Regions from separate parts of the Mus musculus genome. Here regions 1, 3, 4 and 5 are each linked to region 2. A link is a contact called in public HiCAR-type and promoter capture Hi-C data. All regions are on one chromosome and are shown on one strand. Each heading gives the region's core, a stretch centred on a gene start, on an enhancer-like site or on the middle of the called end of the contact. The rest is flanking DNA. Distances are from core to core; before and after follow the strand shown. Region 1 holds the start of Styx (serine/threonine/tyrosine interaction protein). Region 2 holds the start of Atg14 (autophagy related 14). Region 3 holds the start of Gpr137c (G protein-coupled receptor 137C). Region 4 holds the start of Gnpnat1 (glucosamine-phosphate N-acetyltransferase 1). Region 5 holds the start of Ero1a (endoplasmic reticulum oxidoreductase 1 alpha).

The links. Promoter capture Hi-C pulls out the DNA fragments that hold promoters and counts their contacts. HiCAR-type assays count read pairs that join an accessible place to other places. Capture Hi-C pulls out chosen DNA fragments and counts their contacts.
Region 1: a promoter capture Hi-C map of liver shows a contact between it and region 2, with 5 times the contacts expected there. The contact joins the promoter of Styx here to the promoter of Atg14 in region 2. A contact is called at or near these places in 3 of 39 promoter capture datasets (hippocampal neurons and liver) and 2 of 115 datasets of contacts at active chromatin or transcription factors (astrocytes and large pre-B cells).
Region 3: a HiCAR-type map of astrocytes shows a contact between it and region 2, with 2.8 times the contacts expected there. The contact joins the promoter of Gpr137c here to the promoter of Atg14 in region 2. A contact is called at or near these places in 1 of 39 promoter capture datasets (liver), 1 of 484 Hi-C or Micro-C datasets (muscle stem cells), 1 of 115 datasets of contacts at active chromatin or transcription factors (astrocytes) and 2 of 9 other capture datasets (adipose tissue and pancreatic islet).
Region 4: a contact with region 2 is called in a HiCAR-type map of astrocytes, with 4 times the contacts expected there. The contact joins the promoter of Gnpnat1 here to the promoter of Atg14 in region 2. A contact is called at or near these places in 2 of 39 promoter capture datasets (both in liver) and 1 of 115 datasets of contacts at active chromatin or transcription factors (astrocytes).
Region 5: a promoter capture Hi-C map of liver shows a contact between it and region 2, with 3 times the contacts expected there. The contact joins the promoter of Ero1a here to the promoter of Atg14 in region 2. A contact is called at or near these places in 1 of 39 promoter capture datasets (liver), 1 of 115 datasets of contacts at active chromatin or transcription factors (intestinal villus epithelium) and 1 of 9 other capture datasets (liver).

What each region holds. Positions count from the first base shown.
Region 1 is chr14:45,349,886-45,352,585 of GRCm38.p6, forward strand. Styx (serine/threonine/tyrosine interaction protein) reads left to right here and starts at 1,301. Exons shown (of 11, transcript NM_019637.3): 1 at 1,301-1,644. The coding sequence starts at 1,588.
Region 2 is chr14:47,567,134-47,569,833 of GRCm38.p6, forward strand. It overlaps Atg14 (autophagy related 14), which reads right to left and starts at 1,301. Exons shown (of 10, transcript NM_172599.4): 1 at 1,053-1,301. The coding sequence starts at 1,273. It also overlaps the pseudogene Gm6616.
Region 3 is chr14:45,218,160-45,221,041 of GRCm38.p6, forward strand. Gpr137c (G protein-coupled receptor 137C) reads left to right here and starts at 1,558. Exons shown (of 7, transcript NM_027518.2): 1 at 1,558-2,259. The coding sequence starts at 1,834. It overlaps Txndc16 (thioredoxin domain containing 16), which reads right to left and starts at 1,266. Exons shown (of 21, transcript NM_001310534.1): 1 at 1,058-1,266; 2 at 837-890.
Region 4 is chr14:45,387,246-45,390,048 of GRCm38.p6, forward strand. It overlaps Gnpnat1 (glucosamine-phosphate N-acetyltransferase 1), which reads right to left and starts at 1,551. Exons shown (of 6, transcript NM_019425.2): 1 at 1,503-1,551.
Region 5 is chr14:45,317,233-45,319,943 of GRCm38.p6, forward strand. It overlaps Ero1a (endoplasmic reticulum oxidoreductase 1 alpha), which reads right to left and starts at 1,340. Exons shown (of 16, transcript NM_015774.3): 1 at 1,145-1,340. The coding sequence starts at 1,258.

The DNA.
Region 1 (2,700 bases), core at 51-2,550, 2.2 Mb before region 2:
CCTGGCTGTCCTGGAACTCACTCTGTAGACCAGGCTGGCCTCGAACTCAGAAATCTGCCTGCCTCTGCCTCCCAAGTGCTGGAATTAAAAGGGTATGCCACCACTGCCCAGCTTCCCCTTTCTTTTTGAGACAAGGTCTCACTATGTACCCCTGGCTGGCCTGGGACACTTACTGTGTGGGTTAGGCCAGTCTCAACTCACAGACATTTTCTTGCCTCTCCTGAGTGGTGGAATTAAAGGCATTTACCACAATACTTGCCATTGGATTATTTTTTAATTAAAAATTACTAGCAGGGTATTCTGTGCCTTTTGTAATTCTTAAAGCTGGATAATAGTTTATGTAACACTAGAGAGCATAGACCATCTAATTAGCCACCTAATTTTTGAACAGCTATCCTGTATATTGAACATGCATTACATATATGACAACATGAAAAGAGTTAAGAGGAAATCCAAGTTAAACACGCGGTCCTTCCACTTTAAAGGATTTTTTTTTTTTTTTTTTTTGATAATGACAGTCCTGAGGTCTCTAGGAAGTAGTGTTAAAATACAGTGAAAAGTAGTGATAGTCTTAGTTACACACTTTGCAGCCTTCAGTGATTCCTTCAGTGAGACCAAAGGTGGTTCAGAAGTTCAAACCAGGCCTTTAATCATTTCATCTCAGAACTCTTGTAAATTTGAGGACCAGCCTGGTGTACATAGCGAGACCCTGAAGAAGGTATATTCTTCAAAAATTATTAACTCTAACGCCAGCTCCTCACACAATCATCTTTTATGTTGAAAAATAGGCTCGGAGAAATCTTAAAGAGTACCGAATACAATTTAGTAAGTAAACTATCATTTACATTTCTGATGACTTTTTTTAAGAATCATTTTCTTGAAATTTTCTGGATAATTTGAGTTGTTAACACTCCGGAGTATACCTAAGAGGCCACTTTCTACTTTGTTTAAAGATGATGGGTATCTCGGGGTTTTTTGTTTTTGTTTTTTTCGTAGTCTAACATGAATTTAAGCTGAACTCTTCCTGTTTGGTTATGACTTCCCCCACGGATTGGATCGAGCAGCATTCCTCTGAGTGTGGAGGACACTTTGAAGGGACGGACTCCCATCCCATTTGGGAAGGCCTTGGCCCCGACCGCTCCTCCCCTACGGCCGCAGCTCCGCCCTGCGGGAAGCTCCTCCCCCCGCGTCTGCGCGCTCGCGGACGGGCGGGGCGGAGGCGCGCTGACACCTGGCGGCGGGGGCGGGCCGTCGGCGAGCGTGGGCTGGGATTGGCTGGGCCGCGTGGGCTGGGGCGGGAGGAGACGGTTATGGGCTCGTGCCTGGGTCGGATCCCGGCTCTCTGAGGGGCGCGGAGACCTGCGGGAGGGACACGGCCGCAGCATGGCGGCCGGCAGCGCACCGCCCTGCCCTCCGCCTTCCTGTCGCAGCCGCTTGGATCCTGTGGTCCGCGAGTGCTTGCTGTGAGCCTGCCGCGCGTCAGCCCCCCCACCGCTCGCCCGCCCGCCCGCCCTCCTTCCCTTGTCGCCTCTGCCAGCCCGGAGGGCGGCCGGGCGCACCGCGCCCACCCACCGGGGCCCTGGGACCATGGAGGACGTGAAACTGGAGTTCCCCTCGCTCCCGCAGTGCAAAGACGACGCCGAGGTGAGTGCCCGGCGGCCCGCCCTGCCGCGGGCAGCCCCCGGGTCTCCGGCCAAGCAGCGCCTCTGGCCCAACTGTCCCAGACTCTTCCCTTTCCCCTTGGGCGTGAAGGGGCGTCAGTGAGGTCCTCCTCCCGCGGGACCCTATCGGAGGAGCCAACCCGGAGAGTACTCTTGACCACTCGCCTCGGCGTTGAGGCTTTTCGTGAACACAGACTCTTCCTTACCAGAGCAACACGCTGTGGAGTTGTTTTTAATCTGAGCTTGATGTTAGATTCACATGCGGGACACATAGCCAGCCCCACGTGTGGAATAGATCGGAGGCGTGAACTCTGGAATTGCACCCCTCTAATAGTACTCAAGTCAAAAACCAACCACCACCACTACCAAAAAACCCACAAAAAACGATGACTAGCGTGGGGCGGGGGGGGGGGGGGAGTAGAAAAGCTAAGCTTCTTTGAATTTGAAAATTTTTAGTAACAAATCTTGCCTGTACTATCGAGAGCAAAATTCTCCCAATTTATGATTTAAGGGTTCTTTTCACCCCACCTTGATTTTTTTCTTTACCTAACATCTGTTGCAAATATTTTATGGTACCAGAAACTGTTAAGTTAGAGTTTGCCAGAGGCTAAAATTAGTGACAAGGATTCTTACCTGTGACACTTAATAGGATCAAAAAAGGATTCTAGAGTTTTGCTTGTGTGTTTGATATAAGTCCTGGCTGTCCTGGAACTCACTAGACGAGGCTGGCCTGAAACCCAAAGAGATCCACCTGCTTCTGTACCCCAAATGCTGGGATTGAAGGTGTACACCCCTTAATCTCTCAGTGTTTTAAAGGTATTTGGGACTACTCTTGGCTGGCACACTTGTAACCCCTCTACTTGGGAGGTGGAAGGAGAAAGGAGGGGTCACTGTAGCCTTGGTTCTATAGCAAATTTGAGACCAGTCTCAGTTACAGATGAGATGGAGACTTTATACCAAATGCTCAATTCTATTGAATGTCTTCATTTGATTCAGATCACTTTTTTGTATTTGTTTTGTTGTGATGGTGGGTTTTTGA
Region 2 (2,700 bases), core at 51-2,550:
TGAGCCCCATTCACAGGAATAATGGGGATTAAAACACCCCCAAAATTTACATGTTACATAGCCTTGCAGTTAAATGCACCCGTATATGGATCCAGGATGTCTGGGTTTTAACTGTTTGGGGCCTTGGAACAAGGCATTTACTACGTACAAGTCTCCTCAAGTAATCGGCTGGCAATAACTTGCATGGGTTGTTGTAAAAAAATAAATGCTTCAAATTTAGGACTAAAAAATTGTTTTATCTGGACATAATAGCACACACACTTTTCCCAGCGCTCAGGAAGCAGAGGCAGAAGGATCTCTCCGAGTTCCAGGCAAGTCTTATTTATATAGTGAGTTCCAGGCCACCCAGAGAGAGCTACATAGTGAGACACTGTCTCAAACAAACATACTAAAAAGTTACCTATTTCGTTATTGTTGAAACAAACGTTAGGAGTAAAAGATTCTTCAGCTAAGCATTCAGTTTTCTAATATCTTAATTCAAAAGAAAGACAAAATATTTCCTTAAACGCAGTTCTTTTAACTAAGGACTTGCAACTCAAAAACACAGTCCAGTATCCCCAGTGACAAAATCAACTTTGGGATTACAGAAGGAAGTAACCTAGTCCTGGTCCTCGTTCACAAAGAGCTGTATCCACCTGTGACACAGACAACCAAGGTTCAAGCCCTCCTAACCAATTTAGTTCTCTGCGGATTCCTTCTGTAAAATGTATTTATGTCTGAAGACGGGAAAAGGTAAAACTACGCTTCTGAATGGGAGAACTAAGACTCCTCTACACAGACTTCTCCAGAAGGACTGTATTTCCTTTCCCCAAGTACCCAAGAGGACCCTAGAGAAACTCTGGTGGGTGGTGGGGAACAGCAACCTACGTTCACCTAGCACCCACCCCCACCCTGCCACTGGCAACAAAGCGCCAGCGCAAAGCAGCTCCATTCTCTTTTCCACACTCGCAGGGCTCCTGGGCCCGGCCTAGGGTGTCCAGCCTCCAGCCTCTGGTGGCTGGGCCAGAGGAATCAGAGAAGCAGAAACAATAGGGCCGTGGCGGCCGCCGTACCTCTCCCGGTCGCGGCCGTCGAAATAGACGAAATCACCGCTCTGGACGCACTTGGCGCAAGTCAACCGCCGGCGAGTGGTGTTGCACAGAGGACACCGCTCAACAGCCACGTAAAGGCCCTCGGCGTCGTCCACCGAGTCCACCAGGTCCCGTGCTAGCGCCCGCGGCCCAAAACCAGGAGCCTCGGGCGTCCAAGATCCCTTCCCACTGGGAGACGCCATGATGATCTGAGCTCAGGGCCAGTCACGTGGGATTTTGTTTTTATCCAGGTGCATCCTGGGCTCGGAGGCGGGGCCTGAAGGCCGGGGCGGGAAAGGGGGCGGTCCAGAGGTTGGGGCTGGAGCTCAGAGGCGGAGAATCTAGGAACCAGGGATCTTCTTGTCCTACTTCCCACACTCCTTGGCGGCTGCGCAGTTCAACCCTTGGAGTGGCGCCAAACGAAGCCTCTACGTTATGCAAAATACAGTAATAAGTGCCCAAGCATTCTCAGTGAAGGTGCGGGAACAGAACAAGGGATTTCATTTCATTCATTAAGGTTACTTTTAGGTTTTGGGCTAAAACTGCAAGGAGCAAGGTTGGGAGAGAGTTGGATCTCAAACTAACTGAAGTTTGACTCACCTTCCTTCTTAAAAGCTGTGGAATTTGAAGAAAATCTTTTAACGCCTCTGCCCGACTTTGTCTTGGTTGGGGATATACTTGCTATACCTCCATAACCAGAGAGGGTTGAGCAAAAACCTCCCATAGCAGGCTAACACTCCCGACATCAGTAAAAACAAACAAACAAACAAACAAACAAACTGAAGATGTAAATCAAAGATAAATGTGGGGTTTTTTTCTTTTCTTTTCTTTTTTTTTTTTTTTTTTGAGACAGGATAGCCCTGGCTGTCCTGGAACTCACTCTGTAGACCAGGCTGACCTCGAACTCAGAAATCTGCCTGCCTCTGCCTCCCAAGTGCTGGGCGCACGCCCGGCGATAAATGTTTTTGAAATCAGCTTTTAATGGATAGTGCTTCTACGTAGCCTCCATTTCCCTCGAGTTCCAGTCCTCCTGTGGCAGCCTCGTGAGCTAACAGATTTCAAGCGTGTAATCACAGAAATCTAGCTGTAAGCACAGCCAGAAAACTGAGTTCTATTGGCTTCTGTCCTTCCCTCTCCTCTGGGTCATGTTCTAAGAGAATTTGAACTCGATAGTTAGGATTTCCTCCTAAGATTCTTCAGAAAGGATTTTCTCTTAGCGCGGGTCGCTTGCGTGTAGCAGCAGCCGCTCCGGTCACCGTCACGAGGGGCGGGCAGCGGCGGGGTCGACAGCTAGTGGGGTGCAGCGCTCGCCAGTGGTCGCGATGAGTTTACCCCTCAATCCCAAGACTTCTCTCAATGGACTGACAGGAAAGCCAGTGATGGTGAAACTTAAGTGGGGCATGGAGTACCTGGTCTCCATGGATGGCTACATGAACATGCAGCTTGCAAATACAGAAGAGTACATAGATGGGGAGCTGTCTGAACATCTAGGTGAAGTTCTAAAAAGGTGTAATAATGTCCTCTACATCAGAGGCATTGAAGAAGAAGAGGAAGATGGGGAAATGAGAGAGTAGCATCTTGGAGGATTTTATATATATTCTATACAATAAAGATTTGGGTGGTTTTTTTT
Region 3 (2,882 bases), core at 308-2,807, 2.3 Mb before region 2:
CTGTAACATAGCCTCCACCATACAGCTAATGAGAAAAAGACAACATCTAAATGCTGGAGAGTCTCCTGCCTCATTATAGTCTTCCTGATGAGCCTACCACTGAATAAACACAGACTTAGGGCTTTCTTTTCATTTTATCATTATTGTACATGTGTGTGCATGATTACACTTGTGGATGGTAATACTGTCTGGTGTCTGGCAAACTACTGGACCAGAATAAGTACAGAACAGATCTTAAGCCCCTTTGTAACATGTACTTGGTGGTGGAGGACTGAGAAACAGCCATCTTCTTAAGCAGACCTTAAGGAGGGAGTATTTAGGAAAGGCTGGATATTGGATGCTCCAGTAAATATGCTGTCTACAGAAGCACTGAATCTGCAATGAGAGGCTCACTCTGAGAACACAGGATCCTTCCTCATCTTGCATTACTTTGACTGATTTGCTACCAAATACCAAATACAAAAAAAACACAAAAAACAAAAAACAAAAAAAAAAACCTTCATGTAGTGGCCAACATACAACCGTTCCTCACTTATTTAAAGCAGAAATATACCTCTTATTTTGTATCTCTCAGTCTCTGATGAGAATAGCACCACTTGTTCCAACACACAAGCAGAATCTCACACAAACTCTTCCATTCTGGACAATCACCACATTGTTACTGCTCCGCGCTCCCCCCACCCCTCCCCTGCCCACCCCTGCGCCCAAGAGAGCTTTCTAAATTGCAAGTTTCGAAGAATCACCTTCCCCTTGGAGAAGGCCTCAACGTTCATCTGTTCCCAGGACCACCATCCTTCAGGACCTCTTCCCAAGAGAAGAAAGGGTTGATTACTTACAGTTTCCGCTCGCGCTTTGCTTCATTCGCTTTCCTCGCCCCGTGTTTCCTCCAGCTCAGAAAAAGAAAAGGGGGGGAAATGAAATCAAAACCAGCGTCGTTTGGTGCCCCCAGAAACAGGTGAACTGAATCAGCAAGCAACCTGGCTGGAGGGACGTTTGCCGAGTGCTGATGTGCATGCAATCCTGCAGGCAAAGTCTTGAGGCCCGCGCTGCTACCCACCTGCCTGAGATTCTCGTGCAGAGATGAAAGGTCTCTGAGGACAGCACGTCCCGCCATCAGAGTAGAGATGGTGACAGAAGGCGGGGCAGGGGCTGGTCCCTACGGCGGCTCCCAAAGCAACTACGCCTACCTGAGAAGCTCACCGCCCACGGCCGGCACTGCCTCCGCAAAATCAGTCTCTTGGGCGAAAAAACAACCCCCGAGGCTCCGCCTGCTCCTCGTGCTCCTTACGTAAGAGATCCTCCAACCAATGGACGGTCAGGGGGCGGAGCGAGAACAGCCCCAGGTGACAGAATCTGGAGTCCTCCCGCCGGCGCGAGGAAGTCTTGCAGTTGCTGGGCCAATCAGCAGCGTGGGTGGGAAGAGGGGCGGGGGTAAAAGAGGAGAAAGCAGAAGGCCAATCAGATCAAAGGCTTCTGGAGTGACAGGCTCTGAGGCCTGTGGTATTCCGAGTGAGGCGCCCGGAGGGCGCGCCCGCCCGGGCCAATCGCCGGCAGCTCACAGTGCGGAGCGAGCGCCTCAAAAGCTCGGGTTTCTCAGCTGATTGTCTCCAGCCGAGAGTTGTTTGCTGCTGCTGCGGAGCCGAGCCGCGGCCCGAGGAACCGAGCCCCCCGGGGGGAAGGGGAGGCGGGCCCGAGGGCAGCCGCGGCCATCGCGCGGGGCTGCGACTCCTGTCACGGCGCTGCCCGGGGCCGCAGGCTGGGGCGGGCGGGAGGTCCGGGGGGCGCTCGGGCCGCTTCCTTCCCGCGCTCCCTCCCCGCTGCTCGCGTCCCCTCATGAGGGTATCAGTGTCCGGGCCGGCGGCCGCCGCGGTCCCCACGGCCGGCCGCGAACCCTCGACGTCCGGCGGGGGCGCCGTCGCGGCCTCGGGCGCCGCGGTTCCCGGTTCGGTGCAGCTGGCGCTGAGCGTGCTGCACGCGCTGCTCTACGCCGCGCTCTTCGCCTTTGCCTACCTGCAGCTGTGGCGGCTGCTCCTGTACCGCGAGCGGCGGCTCAGTTACCAGAGCCTCTGCCTCTTCCTGTGTCTCGCGTGGGCAGCGCTCAGGACCACGCTCTTCTCGGCCGCCTTCTCCCTCAGCGGCTCTCTGCCCCTGCTGCGGCCACCCTCTCGCCTGCACTTCTTCCCGCACTGGCTGCTCTACTGCTTCCCCTCCTGCCTACAGTTCTCCACGCTCTGTCTCCTCAACCTCTACCTGGCAGAGGTAAGGCGGGAGGACCGGCGAGCGGGGGAGCGGGGCCGCCGGGATCCACTCCTGCCGAGACGGAAGGGGTCGGGGCTGGGGGAGGTGGCCGGAGGGCAGTCTGGGGACACTGAGACACTCCTGTCTTTCCCTCTCCCTCAACTTAAGCCGCTGATGGACTCGGTGCCTGAGGGGGTTGGAGAAGTGTGAGAGAGAGAGTATGCGTGCCCCGACAACTTAAGGCAGTGGGACACCCTTTGTTCAATGTCCCAGACCTCCACGTAAGGCGTTGGTGGCGACCACAGAGAAGCATCGTAAGAAGTAGCAGCTCCGGTAGCTCTGTCGAGGCTGGACCGGGTTGAGGGAGGTTGGATGCTGAAGTAGAGGCAGCTCTGCTGAAGCTGGACCGCTGCCAGCCATTACGTCACCAGGCAGAGCTGTTCCTCCGCTATTGTTGCTGCGTTTCTTTTATTAGAAGCTTATATCCCCCCCCCCCCCCGCATCTCCTTAACTGTGGCTCGATACACCTTGCACAAATTCTGATCGATCGCTTCCCCGACGGGGTGAACGATCAATAACCAATGCTGCGGGACAGTCGAAGGACCTCCATAAAGCCCTTAGTGTTTGTCCCAGTTGCTGCTTGC
Region 4 (2,803 bases), core at 301-2,800, 2.2 Mb before region 2:
CTAATTACAATCTAATAAAAATTCAGGTGAGGTGGCAAAGACCTGGATTCAGTGCTAGGGAGGCTGAAGCATGGACTGTGTGGGACTCAAGGACAGCAGGCTACCCAGTCACACCTATCTCAAACACACACACACTTTAAAACTAATTATTGGAGTTGATTAAACATGGAGATTTTTTTAAAAAGCTGGTTCTAAGGTACCCCTCTCTACTACTCCCCCCCCCACCCAAGTTCAAGGCTAGCCCCTGCTACACAGGCTGTTTTATCAAAACAAAACTACAAGAAGCCTTCATTCTGTAGCACTTAAAGGTCACCACCTAACTTCCTCTCTAAGTTTGGTTGTAAACTCTAACTAAAAGCCCCTCCCCCTCTACCCAGTAGGGTTTAACTTCTAAATTAGCATTTGTTTACAATGCTTGAGTATTGCCTAAGCCCTAGTCCAGTGAACCTCTAGTCAATGAATAATGAATGACGTAAGGTATTATCTAGAAATCACATTTCAGAAAGTCATGTAGAAAAAAAGATTGCCACATGGCCACAAGTGAGAAGACAAAAGACATACACCCAACTTCAAGTTTGGTTTCCCAGCCTCTGAATGAGTCTGGATATAGATGGGGAGCGGCTGCTTCCTGAAAAACAGCGGAGCAACAAGTAGGAAGATTGAAGACCAGGATTCACACATTTCTAAACATGATCTGCAGCCAAATCAAACTCGCTGTGATAGGTTACAGGTAGACAGACAGATAAGTAGACAGCTCCGAGTATCTTCATGAAAGGTAGTATTTCATGAAGCAAGAAGTCTTTCCCGTTAGTGTACTTAATCTACACGATCTGATTAGCCCCAAGTCTAGTTGCACAGTTGGGAGCACCGAGTTTCCAAGACTAGCCCTAAGGTTAGTTAACACTCATCAACAAATGAGTGGCCTGGAATGAGGATCCTCTCATTTTCCCATAGAGCATTACTGCAGGAAAGTCAACAGATGACAATCTTTGCATCATGGAATCTGTTTGAATCATACAATTCCTACCTTAATGAATCCATTTCCTGAGACCTACTCTTGGATTAATTAATCCCAAACAAACCCCCATTTATTTTTTTACAGGAACAAATTTTATGCTTGCCTTACATAAACATTAGCTCTAACACATAATAGAAACCACACAGTTGGTGTTTCTAGAGGTTCAAGTTCTAGGTTCCCCCACCCCAGGTTTCATACAGTCTGCGCAGCTGGGGCTCTTCAGAGCCGGTGCTTGTCTTCAGCGGCTCTGACCGCTACACCCGTAAAAGGGAACCGAGGGTTCGCGCCCTTTCATAGGGACGGCGGCAGAAAAGGTGAGGACCGTCCCCCATTCCCACGCCACGGACACTCCTAGGCCCTCCAAGACCCTGCCCGGCCAGACTGCCGGGCATCAAGCTTTGCCGCCCGGCTCCCGGGCAGGGCGTCTCAGCCTCTGCGGTCCCAAGCCCGCCAGCCCTCGCGTCCCAGCCCCAGGCCGCCTCACCGCACTGGAGCGGACCACGCTCCAGTCCCGGCGCGTCAGTCTCCCTGCGGGTCAAAGCGCCGCCGCATCCGGATCCGGCTGCAGCTCCAGCCCCGCCCCCCGTGCGCCCCCACGCGCCGCAGCCGGAACCGCCAGGCCAAACGTGGCCGGACCAACGCCTCTGCCCTGCCCCGCCCTCACGCACCGCTGCGCACGCGGAGGCACGGCCACGCACACCACTCCTGGGCTCCGGAGGCGAGGCGGGGCGGGGCGGGGCGGGGCGTGGGGCAAAGACCAGGGGCAAAGCTTGCGTCATCAGTTTACCTTCCAGACTTGCCTTTCGCTCACTGCACGAGAGTACCACCGTCGCTCTCACACCTTATCTGAAAATAAAGCCATAGGAGTATAAGCAGCCTACCGCGATGACCGGTGTGGGTTCCTTTCATTCTCCGAGCCCTAAGGCTCCTACCCTGTCAGTCCCATCGTCCCCCTCCCTCACTTGCATGCAGTCCATTAACAGGACTGGTGATTACATCTCCTGATTGTCAAATGTCTGAGACAAGGCTGGGCTTCTGTCTTCTAGAAACTGAGCTGGAACCACTCACCCTTGAGCTCTCTTGAGCTTTCCACTGCAGCCCTTTGCTTCCTATGACACCCGGAACATTTCAGCTTACTCTGGGCAAGAAGTGGCTACGTTCTCCAGGCAGTGAAGAGTGGGGTAGAGGCCAGGGCCCTGAAAGCATCTTACAGTATACAGCAAATACTGTGCTTGTTCTGTAATCTCAGTCCTGGGAAGGTTCCTACCTCCAGTGTCTCTCTCTTAAGTGTCATTTAGTGTCATCTGACAAGTGAGGAAGCAGAGATTTGGAGATATACATACATACATACATACATTCACACACACACACACACAGCGAGTGTGTGTGTGTGTGTGTGTGTGTGTGTGTGTAGTACTTGGTGCATGCCTTTAATTCCAGCACTAGAGACCAGAGGCTTTGTGCATCTCTGTGAGTTCAAGACAGTTCTACACAATTAGATCAAATACAGCCCCGAATATGTAGAGAAATGCTGTCACTAGATAGATAGATAGATAGATAGATAGATAGATAGATAGATAGATAGGGGAGGAGGAAGAAATGTCTTGAATATACCAAGACGTATACCACTTCCATCTCTGAACTCATTAAAATATTTGTTTTTTTTAAAGATTTATTTATTATATGTAAGTACACTGTAGCTGTCCTCAGACACACCAGAAGAGGGAGTCAGTTCTTGTTACAGATGGTTGTGAGCCACCATGTGGTTGCTGGGATTTGAACTCT
Region 5 (2,711 bases), core at 90-2,589, 2.2 Mb before region 2:
TTCAGAAATCGAAGTCCACCAAAAAGGTGGCTATAAGAAGAGCCACTGCTTATAGGGCTATAAGAAAGCCAATGCTTGGTCATTTGCCTGAGGACCCGAGGTGGATCCCGGTGTCCCATGTGGTGGTTGGGGAGAGGTTCCTGCAAGCTGTGGACTAAAAGCACCCCCTACAATGCGTACATTCACAGGTACAATATACATACCCACAAAACAAACCTGTATTTTAAACATCGTAAAGAACAGTAATGAACAAGTCGAGGGGGAAAGGGTGCTGGCCAGCGCCAGGTGTGGTCGTGAACGTCTGTTTAACAATACAATTTACATATTAAGTATCTCAGTAATAAAATGATCTAATACACTTTTAAACAGAAGAAAGTCTGGGGAACCGCTAATATTCGAGAGTTCTTCCAGGCTTTACAAGAAAGCACTAAGAGACTAGCACATCGACTGAATATGATACTTCTGGGTATTTCCAAGCTGTTAGCATTTCCTTAAGACAGCAAAATGAAATTCACAGTTATTTCAATGCGCCTAGCCTAAACGGCCTCATACAAAATTTACAGGCTACACTAAGAAAATAAAATTCTTTGAATGTTTTGCTCACGGAACCCACATCTCCTACAGAAGTAAATAATCACAGCTCATAATCAAACTTGAATACAGAAGAGCTAGGGCCTACCTCGGATTCCGCAAAGGAAGTGTCAGTATACGAGAATAAGCTTCAGGGGCAAGGTGCACCATACACAGGCCGAGAAGTCACAGGACAACAACAGCCGCAAAGACACCAGGCAGTTAGATCAGGCCACCCAAAGAGCCCCTCAAGGTCATTCAACCTCTTGACAACGACAAGACCTAAAGAACAACTAGTCTCCCCAAGAGTCCATATCGGGAACAGAAAGGCTGGGGACGTCCCCGGCACCGCTCGCACGAGGTGCCCAGGTGCCGGGTCCATTCAGAACCCCCGGTCCTGTGGACACGGAGCAGCCAAGGCAGGATGCAAGGAAGCAGTGTGACAAGCTGGCCAGGCGCCCACGCCCATCGAAGGGTGCCCCGTCCCGGGGCGATCGGGAACGCGGTGCGGGCCGCGCATCAGGATCGCCGGCGCCCGGAGATGCGCAGCCCCTGGGCCGCCCGCGCGCCTCACCTGGCAGAAGCAGCGCTGTGCCGCTGTCTCCGGCCGCCGCTCCTCGCCGTGGCCCAAGCGCAGCAGCCACACGACGCCCAGGAGTCCAACGAGCAAGCCCCAGGCGCGGCCCATCGCCGCTCGCCGCCCACCGCCCTCTACCCGCGCCGCCGTGCTTGGCTCCCCGGCGCAGGCCGCGCGCCCGCTGAAGTAGCCTGCGCCGGCCCCGCCCCGCGCTCCGCCCTGCGCCCTCCGCGCTCCCGCCTCCCCTGCGGACGTGCAGCGGCGCGCGCCTCTGTCCACGCGAGCCTCGGGCGGCCGCCTTCCTGCGCGCCCCGCTCACGCACCCGCCTCCGGTACACCTGGCCTGCAGCTCGTCCGGCGCAAAGACGCGGTCCTTCCGGGGTCGGGGTATCCCCCGAGCCACACTGCCCGGGGCCTGCGCCGTCCTGCCCGCCCCGCCCCGGAGCTCACGCCAGCCAGCCCATCCTTTCTCAACACTAGGAAATCCCGAGCCTGGGTTACGTGTCCGCCGTGCTCTGGCTGCCTAAGCCTTTTAAAAGGATGTTGGAGTTCATCTCGGGGAGCACGGCCGTACACACGATTCAGTGGCTTTCTAGTTTTTCCCTTCCTACATCCTACAAAGGGAACAGGTGAAATTGGTTTCCAAAGGGCTGTGCACCGCGGCTTACACCTATAATCCAACACTCCAGAGACTGTGGCAAGAGGATTGCTCAATGTCAAAGACAGCTTGAGCTACATACTTCCTGCCCTATAGAGTTAGGCTCTATTTTATAAATAAATGTTTAAATATAATAATAAAAACATGTTTTTATTAAACTAGCATAGAGAAGATATTAGCTCAATGTGTAGTCCCGATTTGTTCATAAAAAATTGACTCCTTTTTTGCTGTATTTTATGCGAATTAGGCATATTTCACAAGCTAGAGAGCAATGTGGTAAAGACTATTCAATCTCTCGTTTCATAAGTGGAAATGGGGAAAGCTGTTGCTAAGAACTGGAGTCAGGCAGTGAGAAGCCTTGCTTAGCCTGTTATCTATAGCATGCACTGTACACAGAGTAAGATAATATGGCCTTATAAGCTAATATTGTCTTCACGATAGCTATATTCCAGCTCATACTTACCTTTTCTAGAACCAGATCATAGTGTCTCTGTTACAGGTGTTTTTGCTGGTGTTCTTTTCACACTGTTCCAGATTAAAAGCAAGTTTCCATTCAATTCACTTTGCAATGCCGAGCTTGGCCTTGGAAGTACACAGGTGCATCGGCTCCATAAAACTGACAATGTCGTCAGTTTTCTTGGCTTCGTTGTCTCGTTTAGCTTGGGGTAGTGCATTTTTATTTTGATGAAGGGTCTCACTGTGTATTCCTGACTGGTCTGGAACTTACACTGTGGACCACGCTGGCCTCGAACAGGCAGAAATCAATTCACCTCTGCCTCCCTAGACCTGAGATTAAACACCTGTTGCCACCACAACCAGTCTTCCAGTCTTATTTTTAGTTCACTAATAATTGTGTGTAAGATATGTTTTCAATCCATATGTACATTGTAGGAAGACTCAATCACA